Regions from separate parts of the Mus musculus genome. Here regions 1, 2, 4, 5, 6 and 7 are each linked to region 3. A link is a contact called in public HiChIP or PLAC-seq and promoter capture Hi-C data. All regions are on one chromosome and are shown on one strand. Each heading gives the region's core, a stretch centred on a gene start, on an enhancer-like site or on the middle of the called end of the contact. The rest is flanking DNA. Distances are from core to core; before and after follow the strand shown.

What was found. Promoter capture Hi-C pulls out the DNA fragments that hold promoters and counts their contacts. HiChIP or PLAC-seq counts read pairs in DNA pulled down with a chosen protein or histone mark.
Region 1: an H3K27ac HiChIP or PLAC-seq map of large pre-B cells shows a contact between it and region 3, with 4 times the contacts expected there. The contact joins the enhancer-like site here to the promoter of 4930581F22Rik in region 3. A contact is called at or near these places in 3 of 39 promoter capture datasets (the 3T3-L1 cell line, hippocampal neurons and pre-B cells) and 5 of 115 datasets of contacts at active chromatin or transcription factors (acute myeloid leukemia, astrocytes, embryonic forebrain and 2 more).
Region 2: a contact with region 3 is called in an H3K4me3 HiChIP or PLAC-seq map of embryonic forebrain, with 6 times the contacts expected there. The contact joins the promoter of Ets1 here to the promoter of 4930581F22Rik in region 3. A contact is called at or near these places in 1 of 39 promoter capture datasets (cranial neural crest) and 3 of 115 datasets of contacts at active chromatin or transcription factors (acute myeloid leukemia, embryonic forebrain and embryonic stem cells).
Region 4: a promoter capture Hi-C map of embryonic stem cells shows a contact between it and region 3, with 11 read pairs. The contact joins the promoter of Fli1 here to the promoter of 4930581F22Rik in region 3. A contact is called at or near these places in 7 of 39 promoter capture datasets (cranial neural crest, embryonic stem cells, hippocampal neurons and 1 more), 4 of 484 Hi-C or Micro-C datasets (all in embryonic stem cells), 6 of 115 datasets of contacts at active chromatin or transcription factors (embryonic forebrain, embryonic stem cells and stem cell-derived neural progenitor cells) and 1 of 9 other capture datasets (embryonic stem cells).
Region 5: a contact with region 3 is called in an H3K27ac HiChIP or PLAC-seq map of embryonic stem cells, with 9 times the contacts expected there. The contact joins the promoter of Kcnj5 here to the promoter of 4930581F22Rik in region 3. A contact is called at or near these places in 2 of 39 promoter capture datasets (hippocampal neurons and stem cell-derived epiblast-like cells) and 1 of 115 datasets of contacts at active chromatin or transcription factors (embryonic stem cells).
Region 6: an H3K27ac HiChIP or PLAC-seq map of embryonic stem cells shows a contact between it and region 3, with 11 times the contacts expected there. The contact joins the enhancer-like site here to the promoter of 4930581F22Rik in region 3. A contact is called at or near these places in 2 of 39 promoter capture datasets (cranial neural crest and pre-B cells) and 4 of 115 datasets of contacts at active chromatin or transcription factors (embryonic forebrain, embryonic stem cells, pro-B cells and 1 more).
Region 7: a contact with region 3 is called in a promoter capture Hi-C map of pre-B cells, with 5 times the contacts expected there. The contact joins the enhancer-like site here to the promoter of 4930581F22Rik in region 3. A contact is called at or near these places in 3 of 39 promoter capture datasets (cranial neural crest, pre-B cells and stem cell-derived epiblast-like cells) and 3 of 115 datasets of contacts at active chromatin or transcription factors (embryonic forebrain, embryonic stem cells and large pre-B cells).

What each region holds. Positions count from the first base shown.
Region 1 is chr9:32,607,625-32,610,324 of GRCm38.p6, reverse strand. No RefSeq gene overlaps it. Among named protein-coding and RNA genes, the nearest start is that of Gm31871, 14 kb to the right of the region's middle. Within about 2 kb of position 1,299, at least 40 of the 459 cell types and tissues checked have an H3K27ac peak or open chromatin away from gene starts, as enhancers often do. A contact at or near this core is called in pre-B cells, where this site is marked.
Region 2 is chr9:32,634,884-32,637,583 of GRCm38.p6, reverse strand. It overlaps Ets1 (E26 avian leukemia oncogene 1, 5' domain), which reads right to left and starts at 1,343. Exons shown (of 10, transcript NM_001372534.1): 1 at 1,270-1,343.
Region 3 is chr9:35,115,348-35,118,047 of GRCm38.p6, reverse strand. 4930581F22Rik (RIKEN cDNA 4930581F22 gene) reads right to left here and starts at 1,320. Exons shown (of 6, transcript NR_029475.1): 1 at 1,208-1,320; 2 at 1-679. It overlaps St3gal4 (ST3 beta-galactoside alpha-2,3-sialyltransferase 4), which reads left to right and starts at 1,184. Exons shown (of 11, transcript NM_009178.4): 1 at 1,184-1,350. It overlaps LOC115487216 (a long non-coding RNA gene), which reads left to right. Exons shown (of 3, transcript XR_003948311.1): 3 at 760-848.
Region 4 is chr9:32,540,077-32,542,776 of GRCm38.p6, reverse strand. Fli1 (Friend leukemia integration 1) reads left to right here and starts at 1,325. Exons shown (of 9, transcript NM_008026.5): 1 at 1,325-1,586. The coding sequence starts at 1,569.
Region 5 is chr9:32,343,092-32,345,791 of GRCm38.p6, reverse strand. Kcnj5 (potassium inwardly-rectifying channel, subfamily J, member 5) reads left to right here and starts at 1,448. Exons shown (of 4, transcript NM_010605.5): 1 at 1,448-1,688.
Region 6 is chr9:32,566,310-32,569,009 of GRCm38.p6, reverse strand. No RefSeq gene overlaps it. Among named protein-coding and RNA genes, the nearest start is that of Fli1, 26 kb to the right of the region's middle. Within about 2 kb of position 1,264, at least 8 of the 459 cell types and tissues checked have an H3K27ac peak or open chromatin away from gene starts, as enhancers often do.
Region 7 is chr9:32,494,452-32,497,151 of GRCm38.p6, reverse strand. The region is part of intron 1 of Fli1 (Friend leukemia integration 1); the gene reads left to right. Among named protein-coding and RNA genes, the nearest start is that of Fli1, 46 kb to the left of the region's middle. Within about 2 kb of position 1,286, at least 56 of the 459 cell types and tissues checked have an H3K27ac peak or open chromatin away from gene starts, as enhancers often do.

The DNA.
Region 1 (2,700 bases), core at 50-2,549, 2.5 Mb after region 3:
ATGGACTTTGCCAGGTGTGGGAGTGGGATGGGGAGGAATAGGCAAGTCCCAGGACCAGGCACTGAGGCCTTCAGAGGCCCTTAAGAGAGTAAGGAAACCTTAATGGAGTTTGAAGCATCCCTGAATTTGGCTTGCTTAGGTCTCAGTGAGAAGAGGAGGCAGCTATGATGGCCAGGAAGGGGAGGCAGATCCTAAGCAGCCACCCCTACACACTTATACAAACACCCACACTTGCATTTAGTCAAACATGGTGACCTAGGCTCCTTTAACTAACTCTGAAGTTGTAAGCGAATCAAATTCTCTGAGACCTGAGTTCCTTCAAAAACAGCCAAGTGCGTATTTCAGTGATAGCTCTTTCATAGGACAACTGCGAAGATCAAATAAGAAATAAACCAAAGTGATTCCCACGTACTTGACCAATATTTACATTACATCAGTTCCCTGTGGCCAATGGGAGGTCCTAGGAAGACCTCATCCTTCCCCCAAGAACAAGCAAATGAGTAAACCTCTTAAATGAGGAAATCAGTCAAGGTCATGAGGACCTGGAGAGTAAGCCTGAGATGGCATATGAGCCAATCCTGGGCTACACCCAAGAGTCCTTAGGCTATGACATCTGAACCTCAACTAAGAATGGAGTCTGTCCTAGTTTCCTCTCTGTTTCTGGAATAAAATATCATCACCAGAAGCAACTGTAGGGAGGGAAGTTTCAGATCACACTCCATCATTGGAAGGCAAGGCAGAGACTCAACAAAGCCAGCTTGCTCTTGCACACAGCAATACCTCCAACCAAGGAACTTAGGTTGCCACTGAAGACATAGAACAGGAACTATGGAGGGGAACGCTTTCTACATGGCTCACTGGCCAGCTTATGCTCTGCTAACTTTCTTATACAATTCAAAGCCACCTGCCTAAGAATGGTACCACTCACCGTGGGCTGGGCCTACTATATCCATTAACAATGAAGACAACCGCACCCCTCCCCCAGACTAATCTGACCTAGACAATTCCTCAGCAGAGTTTTCTTCCTAGGTGACTGTAGGTTTTGTCAAGTTGACAGTTAAAGCTAACCAGGACAGGGTTGTGTGTTAACAGTTGGGCCCACTACAGGGCACCTGTGGTGTGACATCAGACTCTGAGACTCAAAAGAAAAAGTCCTTGTCCTGGTGAAGGAAGAAAAAGGTCAGTAAACTGAGAGTATGCCAAAGGCTGCAGGTGTCACTCTGGGTAACAGAGGGGAGATGTACAGATAGGCAGGCTGGGCAGGGACAGGCAGAGCAACGCCCTCTGAGGAGGAAACCTTTCCAGAAAAGAAAGCTGAGCCTGCACGTTCACTCTGGTTTCCGTGACAGGAGACCAAGCACAGAGACAGGACGACTGAGAAGGATGCCGTTGTGGAAGTCCAAGTGAGACTCAGAGGTGGTTTACCCAGGAGGAAGCAACACGGGGTAAATTCAAGCGGAAACAGGCCTTGCTGGCATTATGGGGGCTGCAGGTACCGAGATGTCAAACAGACAGACTCCACACCAGACATGTGGAAGCAAGATGGTGGTGTGAGGGAGATGAGGGAAAAGGGTTGTATGGCTCAGGCCAGACTTGTGTATGGCCATATGATCCCACGGTGCCTTTTTCTCGGTCTTCTGAGAGCCTGGAATCACCAGGGAGTTTGAACCAGAGATAGAGGAGTAGCCTAACACCTTAGAAATGCTACTTAAAGTCACAAGCCAGGCAGAGAGCTCTGAGAGACGAAGGGAAAAAACAGAGGGTCAAAGATGCTGCATGGGAAGAAGACAGGAAGGCCCACATGAAGAAGGCCTAGTCTGCTGGCCGGCCTGCATTCCCACCCACTTAAGAAACTGAGGCAGAGGTTTTTAAGTTCAAGACCTGCCTTCTACAGAACAAGTTTAAAGTGAGACCAGGCAACTGAAGGAGACCCTGTCTCAAAACTGAACAAACGAGTAATAAATAATTTAAATTCTTTATATTTATTTTATGCATGTGTTTTGCCTGAATGTGTGTGTCTATCACATTGAGGCCAGAGATGGTGTCTGAAACCCTGGAAATGGAGCTAAGTTGTAAACTGCTACGTGGGTGTTGGGAACCAAGTTTTCTGCAGTAGTATTAAGGGCTCTTACCCTCAGAACCGTCTTCTAAATAATTTTCTTAAAAGAAACTAAGTTCTCGGAATGTAGCTCAGTGGTAGAATACTTGACCAGAATATGTAAAACCTTTCCAATCCCTACGGAGGTGGAGGGAGCCCTAAGTACTGGGTATTGGCTTCTTGTTACAGAAGAATCCAAAGAGAGATCCAACAGGTTGCCAAAAGCCTGGAACTCCTAAAAGGTCCTCTGCTTCTAGAAGGACCCTCCCCACCCCAAGCCTGAAATCTCTGCCTGGAGTCCCTCCTGGGAGAAAGCACCAAAGGTTGTTGGAGAACACTGTTCGAGAACACTGTTGGAGAACACTGGCTCCATGCAGCCACCACCTGTGGATTCTCAAATGCATTGAAAGGCAAAGGAAGGCCCTAACCTCCGAAAGTGGAGGAAAACCCTACAATAAAGGGACTTTACAACAGGGTGAGCTTGAAATGAATAGTGGGGCCCGGGGGGTGGTGGGGAACCAGAGGATAAGGACAACCCTTCCTGTATGCCAGTGACACATGTCTTAACTTCCTGGTCACTACACACTGTTCATCTGAACATT
Region 2 (2,700 bases), core at 94-2,593, 2.5 Mb after region 3:
AGTCTGGTGGGCTGGTGCCTGCTGTTTGTTATTGCACTACTGATGGCTAAGTATAGAAGTTGTCGATTTACAATTAAAGCAGTGTGCTTCAAATATTAATATTAATAACTACAATGCCTGGACACATGAAAAGACCTTTTCATCTTCAAAGCACTTCTCACGAATTAACCCCTTACAGCTCTCTGGCCTGGGTTCTGGAACCGCAGGTAAATCAGAGCCATAGAGGCCACCAGCTGCCCCACGAGGACCGAGCCTGCCAAACCAAAGTCTTTCTTGCTAGATAAAAAAGGCGGTGAGGTAATCCAGACCCCAGCTGATGAAAGAGTTAAAGTGTCGGGTAATTTTACAAATCAAACAAAGTGGCCAGAGGTACATTTCAGGATCTGGATTTCCTGTTGTTTCCCACCCAGTTCCATGCAGCGATACAAAGTAGGAAGGAAAAGGGCTTCGGGATGAGAGAAGAGAAGAAAAAAAAAAAAAAAAGAAAAAAGAAAAAACCCAGAAGGGAACCTTACAATGGAATGTCATGATCTTGCCACCCAGCATCTTTGCACAGTTCACTCACAGAAAAGTCAACTTTGAAAGGTGATAGAAGACAACCTTACAGTAACAAGAAGCCTCCATCCCTTGCAAAGGGGAATTGCAGTCCCAACTCCAGCCTCCCCCGGGATAGCAGTACAGTTTGGGGGAAGAAAGTCCCTCGGACCTGGAGACACCCCCACAACCAATGACCCACAGAGCCTGACAAAGAATTGGTGAGCTCTTGTATGACTTAAGTCTCGAAGTAGAAGAAGTGATAGGCTGGCTTTTCAGAAGGTCTTGGCCAGTAGCAATTTCCCCTCTACGAAAGCAGTTCATTAAGTTGCTGGTAAGAGGTGGGGCAGAGCAGATAGTAGACTTCACTAAGAATGAAAAAAAAATAAGAAAGAAATTTTCTAAGCAAAACTACAGTTTTATTTAAAGGGTTTGCAAGGGGTATTCAGAATTGTGATATGCCATTTGCAAGGATCAACAATGTGTGCTGGGGGGGGGGGGAGGTGGAAGGTGACAAGAGTCTTGATGTTTAAGCTTATCTAATGAGAGCAGGAAATAGTTTTCAAAAATATTGTTAAACAATGGGATATGTGAAAAGGCAAAGACGGAAAAAAAAAGAAGAGAAACAGCTGCATCCTGAAAGTTTCACAATTTACCCTTTAATTCGTAAAATTTGGGGGTGGTGGGAGGAAAAGTGAAAAGAAAGTTTCCGACAGAAACTCAGCTCTCACTTACTAATTTGCTGCAGAGACGGGTGAGGAATGGAGTGAGCTTCACCGAAGGTCTGCGGCTCTTTCCAGCTACTACCTGCGGGGAATCCTTGGCTCCCGGGCTAAAGAGGATGCAGAGACCATAATACTCCTAATAGAGCTGCCTCCTGAAATGGGGGGTGTGGTCAAGCTAGGGAAGCAGAAGAGGCGGTATTCAGCCAGGCTCTGGCACCAAGGCAGTGGTCTCCAGGGCAGGCACTGTGATCTAAAGGGGAGCTGTTTGTGGCAGCGCTAAATTACACCTGATTAGTTTTATCCTTCTACTGATACTTCAACTAAATATTACTGATCCGGGGCAAAGTGCACAAGGGGCAGGGAGGGAGAGAGCAAGGGGGGAGGGAGAGAGGGAGAGAGAGACAGAGAGAAGAAGGGAGGGAGGGAGGGAGGGAGAGACAGAGACACTTGGCATGCACCAGATTGGTGCTCTACTGGACATGTGACTACTTCTGCCCCACATGGCTTGACTTTCTCAGTGAAACTGTGTTCATTTAGCCTAGGCCTTGAATCATGGGGCAGAGGGTCCTGTAAAACCACTCAGGGGGCTGTCTCTAGCAGGATGCCTGACACCCACTCACCTACTTAGGTTTCTTGTGACTCTTTATTAACCTGATGTGTGAAGTATGCCTTGTTCATATTGGGCCTGCCATGAGAAACACCACAGTGTATTTCTTCGTGAATAAGAAGATTTTGGCTCAGATCGCATCAGATGATCTCACCGGTCTCCACTCACTAGCGTGGATTAAATTGTTGTCATGTTTCCCTGACTGCATGCAGAGGGGGAGACGGCCAAAAGCAAAGGTGGAGGTTCCAAAAAGTAAGGCATCTCTTCTAAGCATTGTTCCAGGTGATCTGGCCATCGATGAACATTAGTGGATTTCATTTGTCCATGATGTAGTGATTAAAAGGAAGAAATATCCATAAATGTCTCTTTTTAACAAAGCATACGCAATATGAAAGTTTTAAGCAACTCTAGGCAAACATACACAATATCACTTCTTCACTTAAGGGCATGACGATAATGTTACAGTGAAATCTCATTTCTATGAATAGGGGAAAATTGGAAAAGTTTATATTGCTTGCAGTTCCAAGACTTTTGCCCTAAGATTCCATTGATGTTGAGTAATGGATGAGTCAATTGCTTCCTTCCCTTCTTAATGAAGACACAACTACTCCACTTGAAATTCCACAAAGACCCAAAATGTCATTCAGAAAATCATCATGTTTATCCATCGCTGGTAGCTTGCAGCTCACACAGGAACTAATGCCCGTGTTCCCCTCCTGTGTATTAACACGATGTAGATAAAAGCTGTCTTTTCCTATTGGCTCAGTCCACTTAGTTTAACCAATGTCGGCACCAAGAACTGGTCTCAGCACTGGGAATCTAACCAGATCACAC
Region 3 (2,700 bases), core at 71-2,570:
AAAGAGCTTCCACCTATGCAAGGTATAATTCAGATGGAAACAGCCGGAATGGAAGAAGCTGGAGGCCACCTCTTCGTTTTGTTGTGAATTGGAGAGTCCCAACACATGAGACCTCCAGCTTCCCCTGACGATGACTTTAAACTCCGTTAAAACCCTGGGCACTTACTGTCAGTTATTCACATCTTACTTACACTTAGTCACATCCTGTGCCGCCTGTTTCTTGATGGGAGTCCAGCACAACACCCGCCACCCCTTCTCTGCAACTAGATAGCAAGCTTCCGGGGGAAGGGGGACTGGATCTAATACTTTCCTTGTAGCCCCAGGGTGCTCAAGCTAGGAACTGGGTAACACTGTGCTGACTCCTGAAATGGACAGTCCTGCAGGGTGGTTTCTGCACTGTTTGCAGTCCAGGCAATTCTAGAGCCCACGGCATCAGGGTTAAAGGCTTGAAGGGGTTTCCTCTGGAGACAGGATGCCTGGCGCCTTCAGCAAGAACGGAAACTGAGAAGTTATCCAAGGCTAAGAGAGGGTATGCAAAGGAGGAAGAGCTAAGGGAGCAGTTTGGGGCGCATAGGCCGGCCTGGGGCAGAGAAAAGGCTCGTCAATTTAGGTCACCTGACTGCCATGAGGGCATGGGAGGATATTGGAAGGATGGACTTCTATTCCTGTTCTTGAGTTTCTGTAGAGAGAAAAGGATACTTTTTTTTTTTTTAACCGCGCGGGGACAGCAAAGAAGCCTTTCTTGGTTATTGTTTCCAGGAGAGCGTGGGATCAGTGCTAGAGGCAACGTTGGGCATACTCATCTTGGAGCCATTCACAGGCAGCGCTTGCCCTGGGTTTGCCCTCACCCGATCCAGCCTCCCGCACCCCGGCCGTCTCTCTCCAGGCCAGGGAGGCCTCCAGGCCAACCCCAGTCTCCCCGCGGCCTCACACCCTCGCCCTCCTTCCTCTGCGCCCTCCCTCCCTCCTTACTCCCTCCTTTCTCTGCGTCCTCCCTCCTTCGGCGCGCCCTCCCTCCTCGATGCCCTCCCTCCCTTCTTAGCTCCCTCCTTTCTCCGCGCCCTCCCTCTCTCGGTGCGCCCTCCCTCCAGCGCGGCGTTCGCGGCTGTCGGCTTCCCGACCGTGTGCGCAAGCGTGTCCGGCCCCTTCCCCGCCCCCCGCCCCCCGCCCAAGCCCTGGCCCCCGCCTCCCCTTCAGGCGGACTTGCCCGCTCCCAGGCCGGCCCCGCTCCCGGGACAGGGACCGGGCCGAGCGGAGCCACTGCGCCAGTGCTGCCCCGCCAGTCGGGGCGCCTAACGGATCGGAGCTGCGCGCGGATTTACCTCGCCCCGCCCCGCTCCACCCGCGAGGGTGAGTACGCGGCAGCCGGGCTCTGGGGCCCCGCGGCGGAGGGCGGGGAGTGACGGGGCTGCGAGGCTGCAGCCTCCCGCCACGGCTCGGAGAGGTGGTCGGGGGGCCCCGCACGTGGACGCCACGCTGCACGGGGTTGGTGTAGGGTGGCCACAGCCCTGGGGAGCTGGGTCCCTTGCTTGGACTAGATTTTCGCGGGAAGCCTGACTTGTCTCGCTCTCTAGGAGTGAGTGAGCAGGACAATCCTCCGGAAAGTTTCTAACCCCCAACCCTGTCGCTCTTGCGTCCTAGCTGAATGGGTGACTATCACCTCTAGCATCCTCCGAAGTCAGGACGTGTGGGCTGGCTTTGCTAGAGGTGACAAGTTTTGCAGGGTCTGCCTGTGTGCTGGAGTTGCAAGGTCGCTGAGGCAAAGCCCAAAGGTGGGCTTGCCAAATTGCAGGGTGGCTGTGTCCAGGGATTAGGGGGGGTCTTTGGGCCAACTGTGCTTCAAAGTTGCCTGGGTAATGGGCAGTGAGAAGGCCTAGGATAAGACTGAGAAGTTAACCTAGAGCTGGGGCAGAACCCTTGTCTATGTCTGTTCTAGGTGCCTCTCTGAGACCCTTGCTGGCTGAGACCTATGGGCAGCCCCGAGATGCCAACGTGTCTTGTACCACTGCCATTCCTCCCAGACCGAGGGGTAGACTTTCTGGTTTATGAGTCTGATCTACTCTGTTCTCTGTCCTCTAGGCTAGATCCTCCCCCCCCCCTCCCCCCGGTCAGGCTTAAAAGGCTAGTCTGGGTTTGAATAGTACCACAGTGATAGTTGTCTCTCACAAGGGGCACACACCAATACCACAGGGCAGGGTCAGTGCTACAGATCCCACTTGGCCCCTCCAGGCCTCTCTACCCAGGGGGTTGTAAACGAATTGATATGTGTAAGTATCAGGGGTACAGAGGGAATGTTGTGAGTTTGCTAGTGAAACACCATCCATAACCTTACTTTCCCAGGCACCCCTAGAGTGCTACCTAGGAGGTGCCAGTCACTTAGGGCCTCAGAAATAACTGGACATGTTTTGTTCTGTTGGGAGTTGGTCTGCAAACATCCTTTGAGAAAACTGACACCGCTCGGCTTCCTCAAACTTATTCTGCCTCTGCCCTACTCTGAGCATCCCCTATGGCCTGTCCTGTTGCATAGGGGAAGGCATCTTTGGCTGCTTACTGAACCCTGGGCCTCACCTCCCACTCATTTCACCCTCCTCAACACATCCGATCCCCCAGCCCCACTACAGCAAGCCAGGAGTTGGGCCAGTCCCCAAAGATTTCAAGGTGATGATGGAGATAAAGAGAGGTATGCAGGCAGAAGTCATA
Region 4 (2,700 bases), core at 76-2,575, 2.6 Mb after region 3:
GGAATTTTTCCCCTCTTTTCCCGGGAGGACTCTTAAATAATAGTGAGAAAGTCCACAGCGTGGTCTGAAGAGCGTGGAAAAAGGTAACCTGTTTTCAAAGTCTGGGAGATGGGAGTCAGGCCGCCAGCGCCGATACCCCAGAGAAGCCTTAACAAGAGAGCTCCTGGGTCCAGCAGGGGAGGCGCGGGGGATAGCAGAAAGAACCGAGCCGGTAAAGCGGGCCACGCCGCTGGTTGGGAATGACAGTCCCTAGCTTGGACCCTTAGACTGCCCGTTCTCATCCAAGGTGGGGTCTCTGCTGAGCCGCGGCTCGCCGCGCTCCTGGGTCCTGCTGCGTAGTGTGGAGGGCAAGCTCGCCCTGGTGTCAGTTCCTTGGGGGCTGCGATGGTATTGAAGAACTTGGGCCGTCGGGTCCTGATAGGTGAGAGAATTTAACTCAAAAAGCCTAGGTTGTGGCTGGTCTACCTCCTTAGCGGGCTGTGGAGCCCGGAGTCGAGGCGCGCCAAAGCATGGGCATCTCTCTGCTAACAAAGCTTGAGGTATTGAGCCCTTGACAGGTCAGGTCCGCGGGACCCAGAATTCGCTTTGAGCCTATCCGGAGACCAGCGCTTAGATGCAAAAACTCTCTTCGGCTCCTCTCTTTCTTTCTTTCTTTCTTTCTTTCTTTCTTTCTTTCTTTCTTTCTTTCTTTCTTTCTTCCTTCCTTCCTTCCTTCCTTCCTTCCTTCCTTCCTTCCTTCCTTCCTTTTTAAAAATAGTAGGTTTGCCTTGATCTGCATCCGAATCTCCCCTGGCGGTCAGCATCGCCAGGTTATCCCCTGTTCTAACAAACTCTTCCGCCGTCTTCCTCCCATCCCCAAAAAAGTTTGACTCCGGCTGGAAAAAGCATTAATGAATGTATCTGTGGGAAGAAACGGAAAGTGAATGAGTCAGGAGGGCCACCTTCGGCCAAAGGCCCAAGGGAAAGGAAAGAGGCCAGAGGCGTTTGGCTTTGGATTTGGGGGGAAGGTGATGGGGGAGTTGCAGACTTCAGGAATCAGGGAGCGGATACTGGGCGTGGACCCCGTCATTGTTCCTGGCCAGCTCTTATCTCCCAGGAGCAAGTATCCTGTGTGCGCAGTGCATGAATGTAACTGGGCATCCCGCGTATATTTATATAGCGAGTGATGCGAAAAGCAGGGCGAGGAGAGGACGAGGGGGTGTGGGGGAGGGAAGACAAGAGAGAGCAGAGAGTGGAGAGGGCGAGATGAGAGAGAGAGAGAGAGAGAGAGAGAGAGAGAGAGAGAGAGAGAGAGAGAGAGAGATAGGACTTCCTCCCCGATCGCAAAGTGAAGTCACTTCCCAAAATTAGCTGAAAAAAAGTTTCATCCGGTTAACTGTCTCTTTTTCGATCCGCTACAACAACAAACGTGCACAGGGGAGCGAGGGCAGGGCGCTCGCAGGGGGCACTCAGAGAGGGCCCAGGGCGCCAAAGAGGCCGCGCCGGGCTAATCTGAAGGGGCTACGAGGTCAGGCTGTAACCGGGTCAATGTGTGGAATATTGGGGGGCTCGGCTGCAGACTTGGCCAAATGGACGGGACTATTAAGGTAAGCGGCTGGGCAGTGGGCGCGGGGAGAGGGCCGACCGGGGCGGCGGGAGGGCTGGGCGCCGGGGTCCCGGAAGACGTGGCCGCTCTCCCTTCCTTCCGCGCCCCGGCTTCGCGCGGTCTCCTCCGGGTGGCGAGTCCCCCATTCCGAGGAGGCCGGCCAGCCTTCCCGCCCAGGGCGATCTACCCCTCACTCCTTGCGCCACTGTGGAATCCCGCAGGCTCCCACTGTGCCGCCCGAAGGGGCTGCGAGACCCGGCAGCTGAAACCTGGGGACCCGGGGCGCGGAGCAGAGTCTCGGGCGGGAGATCGCCGGGTCGGTTCCCACCCGGCACCCAGACGACCTGGCCCCGGCGCCAGGCACTAGTCTGGCGGCCAGCTTCCTCACGCCAGAGGCCGAGATCTGCGCGGGCAGGAGCAGCGTTCGCCTCTGGCTGGGGTCCCCCGACCCTCCGAGCGAGTTGGAGGAGTAGTTGCGGGAGGGCAAGGGGTGCAAGGGAGGGTGTCTGAGGATCCGGCTGAGCCGGCGGGTCCAGATGGAAGACCCTGTTTACTTGTCAGCCAGACCGGTTTCTCTTCCCCCCTTCTCACTGCTGCTGCCCGGCAGTTGCGGACGCCGGCTGCCTGGAGCTAACGGGCCCGCCTCGCAGTTCCTCGGGTTAGGAATCTCCTTGCTCTCCGGCTCCTCAGTGCCTCAGATCCCGCACACTGTGCGTGCGCCTGCTTTAGAGCAAGGGATCCAGGAGCTGTCCTCTCAGTAAGAATTAAACTCCTTCAACAGCTGTCCCCCTGCGGTGGCTGGTTCAGAGTCTATGGCCTGGGGCTTGCCGATTGCACCCCCACCCCCACCCGCCACCCGCGCCGGCCCAGCTTGGGTCTAGGTTGCAAAGTGCAGACCAGCAGACCTGTGAGTCTGGGTTCCCTGTCACGCTTCAGAAAGGCCGAGTGCTCCCTCCGAAAGGGGGAAGTAGGGCCAGGAGCAGAGACGAGGGACACCCCCTAACGTGACTAGCCTAAGAGGACTTAGGAGAATGAATGAGAGCAGACGTTAGCTTCAAGGCTGCATATCAAGCAGGAATTGCTCTGGAAAAACTATCAGGCTGGTGAGGTGGGGA
Region 5 (2,700 bases), core at 199-2,698, 2.8 Mb after region 3:
TGCTGGCTCTCCCAGACAGCAGCCCTCCCTGTGCAGTGAGTGACATTCCTGTCTTTCCTACGGTTCATTGAAGAATAGAGTCCTCTATGCTCAAAGCCAAGAACAGTCCACAAAAGAGGGAGAGTGGGGTTTGTGCCTGCAATGAGAAAGACCTAGGCTGGGGTAGAGACTAACAGTGGATTCCCAGAAGGAAGGATATTCAGACCCCCAGAGCAGCAGCCAATGTGGTCTGTACATGGAGGCTGTCACACAGAAAATGAAATACATTCAAGAGATCTATGCAGAGAAGTAGAAACAGAATAATGTACAACGGACTGGAAGGTGGGTGGAACCTTGAGGAAACACGGGGGTTCGGGGGCCGGGGGCCTTTTAATGCCATCATTGAAAAGCTTTTTCCTTCAACACATGTACATAGGACGTTGCAACAGAAATGACATTATAGTTTTAATATTTTACAAGAAGAACTTTTGGGAACAGAGAAGAAAGTAGAGAGTGGGAGGAAAGGCCAGCCCCCTTACCTGAAGATGGTTCAGGTCTCACTTGCCTTTCAAGGGAAGGCCATATCCATTTCAATGAATAGCCATTCCCACTCACCTATAGACTACCCTAAGCAGAATGCTCCAACAAAAGACCCACTTCCCTTCTCCCTTCTCTAGACTTTCCCCTTCAGTTATAATCAGGTCCCAGTCTCAAGAGCCAGACCCAGTAACAGCTTAAGGTCCCCCCCTAGACTGTGACTCCGGACTTCCAGGGGAATGTCCCCCACCTGCTGCATCTGGCTTCTTGATAGGCAGGGAAGTTCGGACAACAGCCCCCTCAAAGTGCCCAGAATGACTGAGCAGGTGTTCCCCCCTCCCCTTGCAAGGCTCTGAGCCTGAATTTTCTGCCCTAAGAGTTTCTTCTGTCTGCTCCTCCGCACCCTCTAAACACAGGCACGCGGGCGCTCACACACGTGCGGGGGCGCTTACACACGCGGGCGATCACACACACACATGTACACGTGAGCTTTCCCACATATTCACGGGAAGCTCTCACACACATCTGGTGGCGCAGGTCTCTGACCCTCGCTTAAGCGTGGCCAGAAGCACAGGAGCATCAACAAGGAGGTCTTGGAGGGAGGTGGCGAAGGGGGAGTAGTGGGCAGGAGAGTAGGGAGGAGGCTGCCCGCTCTCTCTGGCCCTGCGTCCGGCACCGGACTCCTTCCAAGTGACTGTGACCCCCGATACCAACAGCCCCCACCCATCTCCACCATATACCCCATTGTGCAAGCATTTCTCCCATTGCTGCCTTTCTTTGTGGTTCTCCTTTGCCTGTGGCCCTTTAAATCGCGTTCTATCCAGAGATTCAATTGTAGGGGGACAGAGGGAGGAGAACCCGGGAGGGGGGGCGGGGGGACGGGAGGAGATGGGGAGGGAGAAGAGAGGAGGGCGGAGAGGAGAGGGACAGCAGAGAGCCTCCCGCTGTTCTCTCTAGATAGAAGGGCGAGGCAGACCGGTGAAGGGGCGGGAGGTTTAGACGCCTCTGCTAGCTGGACCTGCGACACCAGAGTGGCTCGGGGCGTCTGCCCGTCCGTAGGCAATGCCTGAGGCTAGGGAATCCCCTGGAGAGCCCTGAGAGCCACCTGCACCGCCTTGGAAGGATCTCCAGAAGTTAGCCCCAAGGGTTCGGAGAAGCTCTCTGCGCTACAAGTAAGTTGTCTCCTTTCTCTCGCGTCCCTCCCCCAGCCCAGCGACTCCCCAAACCGGACCCTCACTAGGTGTCCTGTGGTTCTAAAAGAAGGCTTTCCCCTACCGGAGCCTGTCGGGTTGAGACAGGATGGGAACAAGATCCGGTGGTCCAAAGTTCAACAAACTGAAGCTGGCCTTAGCTGCCGGCCTCCCCAAGATGAGGAGTCCAGCCTCCCCAGGACCATAAACGCCCTGCTCCCAGAACCAGACCAGGATACCTGCGGGACTGAAACCTTCCATCTTTGGCTTGCTTGGCCAGGCCTTGGGAGGAGATAGAGAGAACCTTGCTCCCAGAAACAGCTTCAGGTGGGGGCAGAGATGGTCGGGTAGGGCGACCCCCTGGACTGTAGACTCTCTGCCCCAGCTGCTTTCTAATCTAACTGCTTTGCGGTACCAGTCTTCTCAGAATTGGTCACTACCTGTATGCTTTCCTTCTTTTGAAAACATTTCTGCAATTGTTCAAAAGAAGGGTTAAAGATAAAAGGTGGAGGAAGACAAGCTATAGCATTTTCCTGATGGTGGCTCTCCTTGGAGATCTGCTCTGTAGCACCTGATTCTGCCAGGGCCTCCTTTAAACGCAAGGGCAGGCCACTAGGAGGGGGGTTTCTAGCCTGGGACTGTGGAGCAGTGTTCAGTGTTGGCTTCTCGAAATTTCATGGGCTATTCCCAAAAGGCAGTGGAGACTCTAGCCTGCCCAGCATCCATACCAAGATCCCGGGGCGCTATCGAGGGGAACCTTTCAAACACCAGGCAAACAGTGGGAATGCAAATGCTCACTGTGACTCTTCTCAGTTAAACGGAGACTAGCAAGCCTGTCCCACAGCACAGAAATGGCAGCTCTGAGAGGGTGAGTAACTGAGATTACAACGGGAGAGTCTCCACAGTATCTGACTCCAAAGTGTAGCTATTCTTTCTCCTAAGCAAGCTGCCTGGGCCACCGAGCATGGGAATCCCTGCGGAGAAGCAGGGGACA
Region 6 (2,700 bases), core at 15-2,514, 2.5 Mb after region 3:
CCATGAAGGGCCAATTATCAAAAAGATTAAAACATAATACTTTTTAAAAAAAGCACTGTCGAAAAAATGGAAAGATACAAATACAAATGGATATGCCAAAGGTTGGCAAGAGACAGTCAAATGGATTGTTTTTATCAGTTTTAAATGGTTTGCCTTATTTTAAAATAGAGATTGCACTCTACTGCGACACAGTGTTGCCTTGCACAGTCTTGGTAACAGTGAATCTCCACTAGCTGCTAATCTGCTTGAAGGACAGGTGAGGTTTGGAGACTCACCCACAAAGGTGCTTGGCCCACAATAGTCTCTCATATCCACAGAGGAATTAGTGAAAATGGGACTTGATGGGGCCGGAGCACCTAAGATGCAGCACAGCTGTGTTTCTCTTTCTCTCTGTTCTCTTTGACATGATGACGTTGCTCTTAGTTATTCCCAATGAGGCTGGATTTCATAATTTAGATGTAGAGGAAAACCATAAATGTCAACTTCCTGTGTGGATGCGCGTGTGCATGTGTGCGTGCATGAGTGTGTGCATGCATGCATGTGTGTGAGTGCATGCATGAGTGTATGTGTGTGCATGAGCATGCATTCGTGTGTGTGTGTGTGTGTGTGTGTGTGTGTGTGTGTGTGTGTGTGTGTGTTTGAGGGGTTACTTTCTTTTTAAGTGCATGGGAGTGAAGTGAACACCAAGCAGTCTGAATTGCACACAGCTTGCCTGTCCCCAGTGGTAGTTTGCCGAAAACCCAAGGAAACCAGACCTTAAAGTAAGAGGAAAATCTCCAGTGGAGAATGTGGGTCAGTGAAATGAGGTAGAGAAGCAAAGAATTGAGCCCGTCACACAAGAGACATGCTGGCCAGAACAAAGGAGAGGCAGGCCACCGTTTCCCTGCAGATGGCCTCCAGAACATCAGAGCCCAAATAGACCTGGACGTTCTTAGAAAATTGAGATGTCCCTTTTAAAAAATGATCTCTGCAGTTATCACTGGGGCAGCTCACTCCTTGAGGGCCGTTAACCTTCTGCCCTTCATCCCTAACCTTGAGATCCCGAGGGCATCTGTCTAAGAGACTGGCTTCCAGAGGGGGGTCAGCGTTCCTCTCTTAAGAGCCCCCAGAGCAAATGACTGAACAGATTAGGGTGGGTTAGACAGATAACAGCTCAGACCTTTTTACAAGCCCAGTTTTCACTCCACACTCCAATTCCCTTCTGTGCCCCACCGTCTCTCCCAGCCCAATGGCTGGATAGGATTACCGAAATATCTCTGCGCCAGCCAAGTACGTGGAACTGTGCAAAGCCAGATGTTCTTGTAACCCTGTTTTACTGAGTTATTTATATCCATATAATATTTGACATTTCCTGTGTTGTTAAAGAGTTGGGGGCCTTTGACATATTTTTTAAAAGGACAGGGCCGACTTTTTAGTTTTTTTTTCTTTGATGCCCAGCACCAGAAATAAGTATTATGGAGAGGGTCTGTAAACAGAAGCCCAGATACCTAAAGTCTACCTTAGTTTAATGCCTTTCATCTTAAGTGATCTTCAAGAACATAAAGATGCTGAAACCCCCTAGACAGAGCATATGAATTAATCGCCCCCTCCCCGCCCCCAATAATAGGATATATACTCCTGAGCCTACAACAAGCTATCCAGTATACAAAGGAAACCTTTTTTTAATAAATATGGGAAACATAATCTGAATTTCTGGAGCTAAACTTTATGGACACCTGATACATAAGCAATGCCATCTCTCCAAACTTGGCAGATATGGAAAGGGCTGGTTAAAAATTCTTCAGCCTTAGTAAAATATTAGCTGGCAGAATTTTCTGACTAAATGAAATAATGGAAACTTTATAGAGTTAAAAGTATTTGGTGGATCCCGTGGGGTGGTGATCATCCAAACAGTGAGGGATAGTTGATATTATACATAGTTATCATTCTGCTTTCTTTGTTGTAAAAATCCATTCACACACACACACACACACACACACACACACACACACACAACCACTCCTTTTAATGTTTGAGATAAAACAAAACAAACAAATGAACAAAAAAACAAAACAAAAACAAGACAAAACAAGCTTTCCCCTAAAGAGGATGCAACAAAGAGAGAGGTTCTAGTTTATCTCCAGTTCTCAGTTAGTCTGTTCACTCAGCACAGGCTTCAGTGGGCAGCACAGGAAGATAGGACATACAGAGAACTCTCCCATCTCCAGAGTTGCCTTAGAACATCTTTTAAAAAGTAAGCAACCTCTTTTTGTTAGACGTTGTTGGACACACCCCCCCCCCCATGAATGTTCTTTTTAAGTTGAAGGGTTGTGCACATATGACTGTCAAGGGAAACCTCCGAAACACACAGTCTTCTCTTCTGCTCTTGCTTACCCTCTCCACTCTGAGGCTAAGGCCGTCCTGACAAACCAACTTCTGTCTGCTGCTTTACCAAAACAAGATGTTACAGCCTGCTGACTAACCTGAGCACAGAGAGCCCACCCACTGCAAAGCAGTCCAAATTCTGGCAAATCTTCTAAACTGTGCTAAATCCCAAACAATATTCAAACAATGGACCAGAGCCTCTCGCAACCGATGGGAGAAGAGCGTTCGGGCACTGGCTTGCTCAACCCTGTCATCAACTCTGGACCCTTTGCCCAGTTCTATGCTAAGAATTGAGGGGCTCTCCACTGCAAAAGCTGGAATGATCTAGAAGGTCAG
Region 7 (2,700 bases), core at 37-2,536, 2.6 Mb after region 3:
CCATTCTGCTTAATCAAAACTTGCCTGCAAGTCACCTATCATCTTTATGTATACATGTATGACCATCTACCATCTATATGTGTATATATAAAACCATCTACCATCTATGGATATGTGTGTGACCGTCTACCATGTTTATGGATATATATGTGACTGTAAGATGTTTCTTGGGTTAGGTTCTCACAGCAGCACATTGAACACGAACTGGGAGGGATGAGTGAGAATAGCCAAGGTCTACCATTGTGCGTCTCATCGTAGCCTTCCATTGTGACACCCTTTACCTGTAGTTTGCTGCTATTGTAGCATAATTTTCAGAGAACTTATTTAGAAGCTGGCTCACATGGGACCAGGCACTCTCTTTGTCTCCTTTGCGTTCCATTCTCCTGCTTTGGGTGACATTGCAGAAACGATGCTTGTTCAAGAGCCCATAATTGATCAGAAATCAGAGCTTCAGACTGCCCAGTGCTCTTTCCATGTACACTTATCTTCAGCATCTGCATCTTGTCAATATTCTCCCCCAAGAAATAACATGAAACCAGTGCATTGAAATATGGGGCAGCCAAAGTTCGTACTCAAGGTCGTAAAGTTCAGAAAATCCTCCGTCTGACTACATTCACGGGTGCTAAGGCTTTAGAAGTGCTTCCAGGTGGCCCACTGAAGTTCAAGGCCATTCTCACTGCTAATTAGCTAATTGCCAAGCCCTTGCATGGGGTAGAATGAATAGAAACCATCTTGATAGCTACAAAGAACTGGTTTGTACTCCTGGCATGCCACTTTAAGTTGTATGGTGTTAAGGATGCCATACATCCTAAACCAGGCGCTGACTTAGGCACTGTCTGTCCTGTATGCATTAGAACTATCATGATAGCCAGACAATGCCAAGACTGTAAAAGCACTTTGGACACGATAGCAATAAAATGCTGGCTATATAGTTGTTGTCAATGTTTGGCTCTTTCATATTTTTTTAAGTCAGAACTGAAAAGATTTCATCCACTGATGTTCATATAGAAGACCAAAAAAATGAGAAAACACTATGAAAGAAACATAAACAGAAAACAACAGTAACCAAAGCAAAGCTTTTACAGTATCATGCTCTAGAGTCCTGACTGACATGATCTGTGCTGGGCTTTCCAGTGTGCAAACTGAAACAAAAGAAAAGAAAGAGGCAGCAGCCAGTGCGACTTGGTTTCACATTTTCCCTTTGGTTTTCTGATTATAGTCTCCCCTGCTTGCAAGTGCAGCGAGAACCTCAAAAGATCTTGTTTGCTGCGGATAAGCACCAACTCAATGCTTATCAGCCTTTATCTGCTGCAAACTCACTCTCTGGAGGCTTCAAAGGCAGGGGAGAGCGCATCGCCTAGCTCTGAGAGATGTACCCGCTTCTGCTGGGTTTCAGCTACAGGTGTAGCCCATGCAAACCTTATCCTACTTCTCCCCAACTAGAGCCATTTGCTCCCATCCAGGGAGAAGGACGATGTGGCAGCTTGGCTTTAAGTGTGGGGATGGGTGGAGGAGAGAAGCACGCAGGAAGGTTGAGATAGTATGTAAAGTAGGGGAGGGAAAGGCAGGCTGCCTACCCACTGTTACTTCTCACATGCGCACACCACACCACACACACACACACACACACACACACACACACACACACACACACTCCTGCTCACTGCTCACCTTCCCCTCTCTCTTTGGCTCACCCACCCCCTCTCTAGTCCACTGTTTTCTGGTAGAGAGGGACAGGAGATGGGAGGGGGAAGGAGGGGATGGGGGAAGGGGAGCCAGCATTTTATTAGGCTGTTGAATTTGATTTATTGGGGTGGGGGGTGATCCTTCGTTTTCTTGCCACACAGGTTACTCTCAAAGTGAAAACTCTATTTTACTTTGAAAAAAAAATGAGAAAGTGCCTCCAGTTATGAATGGAGCTCTTTGTTTCCTTCCAGATCGACAAGACAGACTGTTTGGTTCCTGTCTGTTCGCTCGCAAAGGAGTGCAGGGGCCTGGGAGACAGATGTGGCCTTAATTGCATGGGAATATTAGAAGATCGTTAAGCCATTTTGACAGGATTTTCCTCTTGCTGAAGGAACTGAGGGCCTTGGCTGAGCCACAGCCAGCTCCTTCCCTCTGGCTGGGCCTCTCACCCCTACCTGTGAGGGAACAGGACTGTTGACTCATAAAGGAGCAGATGACTCCTTGTCTCCAACTCCAGCTTTGTGTCTGCATCTCATACATGCACCGACCAACCTCCTAAGAAAACTGGGACCTGTCTGTAGTGGGGGTGGGAAGAAAAGCTGGCTTTTGAAATTGTGGCACACAGATGTTCTCTGATTTGAAATGGAATCGCGTCCCTGCGAACCCATTGGAAGTCTGCAGTGCTCTGTAATGCCTCTAAACTATAGGGTCGTGCAGCACTGTCCCCTACAGAGAGTCCATTAGTTCCCTACTGCTCATGGGGCTTACTAGCAGCTCTGGTTCCTTGCTCCTGCTAGCATCTTGAGAGAGGATTGCACCAACTACTCCTAGCCCTGAAGTAAATCAAAATTGCAAGTGTTTTTTTTTTCCCCCACAAAATGTGTGTGGACTTCTCATTACGGAAAAGTAGCCCACTCTGATTGAGGAGCTTCTGCTTAGGAATGTACCACGTGAGAGAGGAGGCAGAGAGTGCCCATGCTGTCTGGCTAGACAGCAAGAGAGCTCTATAAAGCC